Linked DNA regions of Sminthopsis crassicaudata: region 2 is linked to region 1. A link is a contact called in public Hi-C data. All regions are on one chromosome and are shown on one strand. The core of a region is the stretch at or near the end of the contact, and the rest is flanking DNA. Distances in the headings are between cores, read along the strand shown.

The links. A called contact is a pair of places that touch in the nucleus more often than the background predicts.
Region 2: a contact with region 1 is called in a Hi-C map of hippocampus, with 6 times the contacts expected there. The contact joins the promoter of BTBD7 here to the promoter of GON7 in region 1. A contact is called at or near these places in 2 of 2 Hi-C or Micro-C datasets (fibroblasts and hippocampus).

The regions. Positions count from the first base shown.
Region 1 is chr2:290,280,118-290,284,012 of ASM4859323v1, reverse strand. GON7 (GON7 subunit of KEOPS complex) reads left to right here and starts at 1,268. Exons shown (of 3, transcript XM_074289667.1): 1 at 1,268-1,579. The coding sequence starts at 1,375. UBR7 (ubiquitin protein ligase E3 component n-recognin 7) reads right to left here and starts at 1,106. Exons shown (of 11, transcript XM_074289659.1): 1 at 861-1,106. The coding sequence starts at 1,010.
Region 2 is chr2:290,423,110-290,426,904 of ASM4859323v1, reverse strand. BTBD7 (BTB domain containing 7) reads left to right here and starts at 1,626. Exons shown (of 11, transcript XM_074289675.1): 1 at 1,626-1,737.

The DNA of each region.
Region 1 (3,895 bases), core at 19-2,518:
AAGGCCTGTCTTTGCCTATCTTTGGCTCAGAAGGGCAAAAGCAACCTGGTGGTGTAACGTCCTCGGGGGAAGGACCGAGGCGTTTTTTGTCTTTCCTTCGTACCGCGCCTGCAACACCGGGGCTTAGTAACTGCTTGATGTGAAGGAAAAAGGATATTTGAAAAAAAGATCCTGGAAGGCAGAAAAGCCTCTACAAGAGAAAGAAGGGCGGTCTTGCACAGGAATGAGAGGATTTCTAAGTGGAAACGAGGAAAGTTGTTAAGGATGGAGACAGAGTCAGATGGAAAGGAAAGTTGGGGATGTAGGTTGGAACCAGGAAAAAAGACTGAGAAGGGGGACTGGTGCGAATGAGAAGTTAGGTTAGGAACGGGAGTAGGCTGGGGACTAGGGAAACCTGGGGAACGGGAGGTTCGGGTTGGGAACGAGACACATTGGGAAGGGCGGGGCAAGATGGCAAAGGGGGGTCGAGCTGGGAATTAGGAAACCCCGGACACCAAAGTGGGAGGAGAATTTTGAAGGGGGAAGAGCAGGTCAAGCGCGGGGACAGGGACGCCCAAAAGGAGAAGTGAACTGGCAAAGAATGGGGGGGGGGGAATCTCCGCAGAGAGAACGGGCCGGGAAGAGAGGGATGCTCGGGGCAGAGAACGAGCCGAGAACAGGCGCGAGGAGGGGGGCGTGCAGGGGAGGATCCAGAATGATCTCAGGAAATTTTGGAAGGGAGAACAGGCCGGGGGCCTGAAGCAGTCCAAATTCAGTCTGCGGAACGATCAAGAGGGCGGAAGGCGGAGGGCTGGCGGACTTGTGTGGGAGGGGGTCGAGAGCTCCACAATTTCTGCCCCTGCCCCCCCCCCCCCGCCCACCTGCGAGTAGGAGCACTTCTCGGAGTCGCTGCCGCCCAGCACCGCACAGGCCTCGTTCTCCAGTTCTTCATCCTCCTCTAATACATCCACCAACGACACCACCGGCTCCTGTTCGGCTGGCCGACCCCCGCTTCGCTCGGCTCCCGCCATACTCAACTGTCAGCCGGCAGGCCCGGGGCTCAGCATCGGGGGCGGCGGGAAAACTGCGCGCGAGGGGTGTACCCGGAGGTGACGGAACCCCGCCCCTTCGCTTCCTGAAACCAATCAGAGTCAGGAGGAGAAGGCGGGGAGCTGCGGAGGAGAACGGAGGCGCCGATTGCGGAAGCGGAAGCCCAGGGAAGGCGGGAGACACGAAATGCGCAGGCTTCTTTTTTTGTTGTTGTTATTGCTTATCCCCGCCCCTTTCCCTCCCCTCTCCCGAACCATTCCCCACTCCCCTCCCCCTAGCGGCTGTGGCAGTGATTGCTTCCGTTTCCGGGTCGCTCCGGTGGCGGGTAGTTGAAGAACTGTCGTCATGGAGCTGCTCGGAGAGTTTGTAGGACGAGACGGGCAGCAGCAACAGATCCGAATAACTTGCGAGGGGCCGAGTGAGTCTGGTCGCTTCCAGGGACTGCTTTCTGGATTGGCGCAGATGAGGGAGCGGGTAACCGAGCTCCTCAGTACCGTGGAAGGAAAGGATGAGCAGGACGCGGCTGGAGGCTCCGCCTCAGTCTCGGAGGGTGAGCTAGATGACGGCCGCTGCGGCTCTGTTGTCCTGACAACGGCGGGGGCGCTTTGTGCAAGCGGGAGGGGGTGGGGGAAGAGGAGGAGATGGTTGACGGGGAGGTGGAGAAGGCCGGGCTGAGGCCGGACTGTGCACGCTCCAGAAGGGCTCATGTTGACCTCTGTTGACGGGGTGTGGTAACTGCGTGAGGAGAGAAGGGTGAACTTAAAATTCGGACTCAAAAATGTTGGAGGGCCTTTAATTCTTGAACTCTCCGCTCTCCCTGTACTCAGTGTTGTATTTGTATTTAATCGGACTTATTTTGACTTTTTAGGCCTTTATGTCCATTCTTTGGGGGAGATGATAATTGAAAAAAATGTAATTGCAAACATGTAGAATATATTAAGACTTCCTCAAAAAGCTTAAAAAAGGACAACCTTGGAAGTCCAAAGTGCAAATATCCCCATTAAAAAAAAAACACAAAACAACAACAAACAAACAAAAAAAACATGAGAAAGCCAAGATGTAGAAAGCAAAAAGGCACGAAGCTCATAGGTGGCGAGGGGACTCAAATGTTGTTCCTCTGACACCAAATCCTTTGCTCTTTCCACTATACAAAGTAGATATTATTTATTGAATAGCTTCAATGATGGCACAGTGTAGTACTTGTGAGCATTTATTATGGTGAAATGTATACATAAAGTGTCTATTATAGCATAGTAAGGTTCTTAGAGCATCTAAATACTCCCCCATGCAAAACTGATTTACTGAGCATCTACAGAGTAAAGTGTGCCATACTTAGAACTCTACCATGATGAAGTATAGATGCTCCAAGCACGAAAGTGTATTTTAGTAGATGCTCAATAAAGCAACCTTATATGAGGGGAAGAGTAATTATTGGGAAGAGACCTTCAGAGTTATCCAGCCTTGCCCTCCCCCCACCTTTTTTTTTCTGAGGCAATTGGGGTTTAGTGACTTGCACAGGGTCACACAGCTTAGAAAGTGTTAAGTGTCTGAGGTTAAATTTGGACTCAGGTCCTCCTGACTTCAGGGCTGGTGCACCTAGCTGCCCCCTTGCCCTTAATTTTACTAGCTAAGAAAGTGATCTAGAGAACAGAAATGACTTGTCTAAATAGAATTTAAGATTCAGATCCAGGGTTCTGACTCTAAATCCAGGTTTGTTTTTTTTCCAATATGCCACTAAAATACTTAATTTTTTTTTTAATCTTCAGGAGCCTGAACATATCACTTTATCCCTGACCTTGACCTGGAAGTCCCTACCCCACCTCCCCAGGGGCTGGGAGATGAGGTTAACATTCTTTCCAGATCCTCCTACTACGTATACCCCTTATCCTTCTTGCTGCTTATGTCACAAGACACTTAAACCTTAGCTCCTTAGGAGAAGTTAATATTTATGAAGTTATTAGTCCTGTGTACTCTAGCTAAGCTGTGGCCTTTGCCCTACTTTGAACTCTTCTTACTATACACCTAGTTCCATCCAATTTTACTAGTTTTAACAGGTTTCTGGAGCTCCTCTGCTCTAGACTACTTTCAACCCCAAACTTCTGATTTTCCTCCACTATGGGAACATAGCTATTGTTTCTCATGCTCATTGTCTGGTCATTTTATTTGCCAGCTGCCAATAGTACTTATTATTTACTCAGAGGCTGGTACTTGGTTTAGAATGACTACCTCAGACATTTTTCTATTTTGCCCTGCGTAAGTCATTTAACCTCTCTTAATTTCAGTTTTCTTATATGTAAAATGGAGATAATTGATAGCATCTCTTTTTCACATGCATTTTTGTGAGGATGCTTATAGAATAAGATGTAGCCAAATAAATTCTTATTTTCATATTTAGATAGATAAGTTTTTATTTCATTTAGATATTTTGAGTAGTAAGATGAATTGAAGTTTCCTTTCATTAGACAAGCCTCTCATCCCTTTTGACTTCAATTTAAGTTTGTTGAAATATAGATCATAAAGTTTTATAATCCTAGTATCTCAAAAATATTTAGTAATAATATTACTGTTAGGGCAAGTCTGTGACACATTAGATGAAGTATCTGACCAGGAGCCAGGAAGACTCATCTTCCAGAGTTCAAATCTTGCCTCAGACACTTGCTAGTTGTATGACCCAAATTGGACAAGGCACCTTGTTTGCCTTAGTTTCTTCATTTGTGAACTGGCAAAGCATTCCAGTATTTGCCAAGATAACCACAAACAGGATCATGAAGAGTTGGACACTATTGAAAACTAATCAACAATAGTACTGCAGGCTGGTATGGTCTTGTGGTACATTTAGACTTTAGATTTAGTTTCCATCCTTATA
Region 2 (3,795 bases), core at 377-2,876, 140 kb before region 1:
CACATCAGGTATCCCTAGTACCTAGCACATGGTGCTTAATAAATGTTTATGACTAACAAAATATAAAATATGTACAAATATTTTATGGAAAATAACCATAAAGGAGAAAAGCTCTAATAGCTGGGAGAACCTGGAATGGTTTACTGTTTTGTTCTGTTTTGTTTTAGGCCAGAGCTACAATTCTCTCATTTAAAAAGCCCTTCGTTTTCCCAATGCAGATCAAAACCTGCTTGGCAACTTGCAGTTTGGGGGAATTGCATGGGACACTGAGATTTAAGTGATGCTCCCAGGATCATACAATCAGTCCAAACAGAAGTCTTTCTGACCCAAATTAAGCTCTCTCCATCAGGTCACAATTAACAACACTCTAACCAAAGGAAACAGAAAATTTTTAAGGTGTGTTTGAGGGAAAATTAGGCACATTTTGAGTTCTGAATCATGAAGAATTATGCTCCTACACTGATCTCCTGGTGTCACTGAGAAAACCAGTCTATAATTTCATGCTCTTTATGAATTTGATGTTTATTTAGGTGGGTGTCTAGGAAAAAAACAGAACCTTCGAAAATTCTAAAGTCTTAAATGCATACAAATGCAAGGTTATCCGAACAAGGAAAGATTCCACCGTGTAATGTAAAGAGCGTAGACCTTGGAATCAGGTCTGGGTTTCTGTCCCGATTGGGCCATTTCAGCTCTCCTGAGGCAAACCCGAGCCAATTCCACTAGGTTTGTAAGATTGTTGATTGTTAAAATTTTCACTGTACATTAGCATTCACATCTCTGAAATCTGAAAACGTTTTTATCGTTTTGTTCTTTGCTTAAATTTTAAAAAGTGATTGGAGGGGAAATATGCCAAAAATGCAGATTAGACTTAAAAACAAGTTTTAATTTTTTTTCTCCTCAGATGCTTGGTTCTTTCACACGCAAATGGACAGCCACCTAACAACAATGTATTTTTAGAGCGCTCTCGGAACACATAGCTAGGTGCCTAAAAATCACGGCAGTCGAAATCTGTCTAGGAAAATTCCAAAGCGGAATTCCTTCCTTAAAAAAAAAAAAAGTCACTTTTCCAGGGAAAGGCACTCTGACTAGGGATCCTGCACTTCATGAATGAATGATCACGGAAAAGCGCTTCCGGGGACAAAGCGGGGAGCGTCTTTCTAATGTTCAGTCAACGTTCTACTTTTCGGCCTAGAGAAGCCAACTCGTGACGAGCGCAGACTGCAAACGAAGCAAGAGAAGAAAGAGCTCGGTTCCGCCATCCGGCTCCCGCACGCCTCCCTCTTCCCTTTCCCTGGAAAGCACTCTCCGCCCCCTGGATGCCTCCTTTTTGCTCCCAGAACGCGCTTCCCCCTCGCTGGGACGCGCCCGCCAGCGTCGCACCACGTGACGGCAACGGCGACGGGCAAACCGGGCGAGGGGCCTCTACCTCTCTCTTAGTCCCTCCCTCCCGGCCGGCTCCGCAGCGCCGCGCAGGCGCCCCGAGGGCCGCGCCGAGTGAGCCCCTCCCGCTCTCTCTCGAGGAGTCAAAATGGCGGCGAGGGGAACCCGAAGCAGTCGCGGATCCCGAGCCTGTGTGTGACTGGAGCGGAGAGGGCGACGGCGGCGGCGGCGGCGGCGGGAGGAGGATGGCCGGGAGTGCCAGCGCCGGGGCGGACGGCGGCGCTGGGGGAGGCGGCGGCGGCGGCGGCGGGGGTGACGGCAGCGGGAGCAGCGGCAGCGGCGGGAGGAGCTTGCGGGGTAAGGGTCCTCTCTCGGTCGAGCTGAGGCGGAGAGCGGGGCCGGTTGGGCGACGGGCGCCTTGGACGTCCGGGATGGGCGAAGGGGCGTGCAGCAGCGGGGCTCTGGGGAGGGGAGCGGGACAGAATCGGAGCGGAGGAGGCGGCGCTCCCTTCCGAGCCCGGCTCGCTGCTGTCGGGGTCCGGGGCTCCAGTTGGGGGATGGAGGGGAGCGTGGTTCTCGCCGGCGGCTATGCTCGGGGTCTAGGGGCGGAGGAGACCGAGGGGGCGCTGGGCGAGCGTGGAAGTCCGGTCTTCCGAGATGAGCGCGAGGGCTGGGGGAGGGGTGTGGACCCCGGAAGGTTTCTTTGATTCTCCGGATAAAGGTGGTCCTTGGGACACTAGGAGGGGCGGGAGGAGGGTAGAAGTTGGATCGTTGTCCCCTCGAGTCCCCGCTGGGGGGTCCAGCTGGAGCTGGGTTTTGACAGGTGGGAGAGGGAGGAAGGAGGAGGAATCCAGATGAAGCTTTGAGGGCAGCCAGGGAGCACTTGAGGTACGGCTAATGTTCCAGTCTTTCACGGTCTCGGCAGCCTAGGATCCCAGCTCGTCCAGGGAATGAGAACTTTCCTACCATTCCTGGAAGAGCCCCGAAAGCGCCTGCTGCTCTTTCCTTCTCTTAGTGTTAGCATCCAGGCACTAATATACCACGGTGATAGGTACTTTTAGGCCTAATTTACGGAGGAAAAGCTCGGCAGTCTGTCTGAACACTCAGAGCCGTGCTGAGAGCGCTAACGTGACTAGAATTTGCCTCTTTCCCCGGGGTCTTGAGCATTTTCAGTTAACTGAATCGTCATCTTTTGTTCCCAAATATCAACTATATATTTTAACTTGATGGAATTGGTGACTTTTTTCTCCGGAGAACTGGGAGAAGAGCTTTCCAAACTTTAAGAATATGTGAAAGAGTGATAGGTACATGGCAGGATGTTAGAACTAGCTGAAATCCTTAGTACACCCGTTTCATCTTACACATGAAGTAAACCAGAGGTTGGGACTTGCTTAGGGTTGAAGAGCTGGCTGGCGGTCCGGTCGGTTGGGCAAGCACTAAAATCAGGTCTCCATTACAGTGTTCTTTCCATTCCACCACCTTATCTTTGTGTTTAAAATACTACTTTTCTTTGATATTTCTGTGTGTGTGTGTCTGTGTGTGTGTGCGCAAATAGAAAACTTGAAAATGGAACAGACTTTTTTTTTTTTTAATTCAGAAGTTCACCTTGTGACCAAGAGTGGGGGAAAAAAAACACACACTCATTTGAAGTAACTAATGATGTGTATATATGCTCTTTTATTAAGCTTATTTCTTCACCTGGATTTTCTAAAAATTAAGTTAATTTTCTTTCAAAATTTTTATAACTTCACAAGTATAGCTGCATAGTGTTTTGAGAGTGTGTGTGTGTGTGTGTGTGTGTGTGTGTGTGTGTGTGTGTGTGTGTGTGTGTGTGTGTGTGTTTAAAACCATACCATAATATCAATTAACCTTTGATATTCAGTAGTCTATAAAGGCCCTAAACATTAATTATTTAAAGATAAAGCCTGATATAACTAAGACTTGACACAAATGTGTATGCCTTTCCACAGACCTAACATTTAAAAACAGTTCTAAGTTGATTTTCCTCTAGTATTTAAAGTATATCTCTTCATAGTATTTAAAATAGAATTAATTCATCATTGGGAATACTGACACAAATCACAGACCTCACTATACCTAAACAGATGGTCTTTTGTGCCTTGCTCTGGTCATAAAACTTAGTTACCAGGCTCTTTGACACCAGGTTGGTCCTCAGAGTTTGGTGGCATTTGCCAGGACTTGTACTGGCTTTGAGAATCCAACATCACTTACATTCTACAATTTTTTTTCCCCTGAGGCAATTGGGGGTAAGTGACTTGCCCAAGCCCAAACAGCTAGAAAGTGTTAAGTGTCTGATGCTAGATTTGAACTCTGATCCTCCTGACTTCAGGGCTGGTGCTCTATCCACTGCACTACCTAGCTACTCCCTACAAAGAACTCTTAAACATGTGGCCC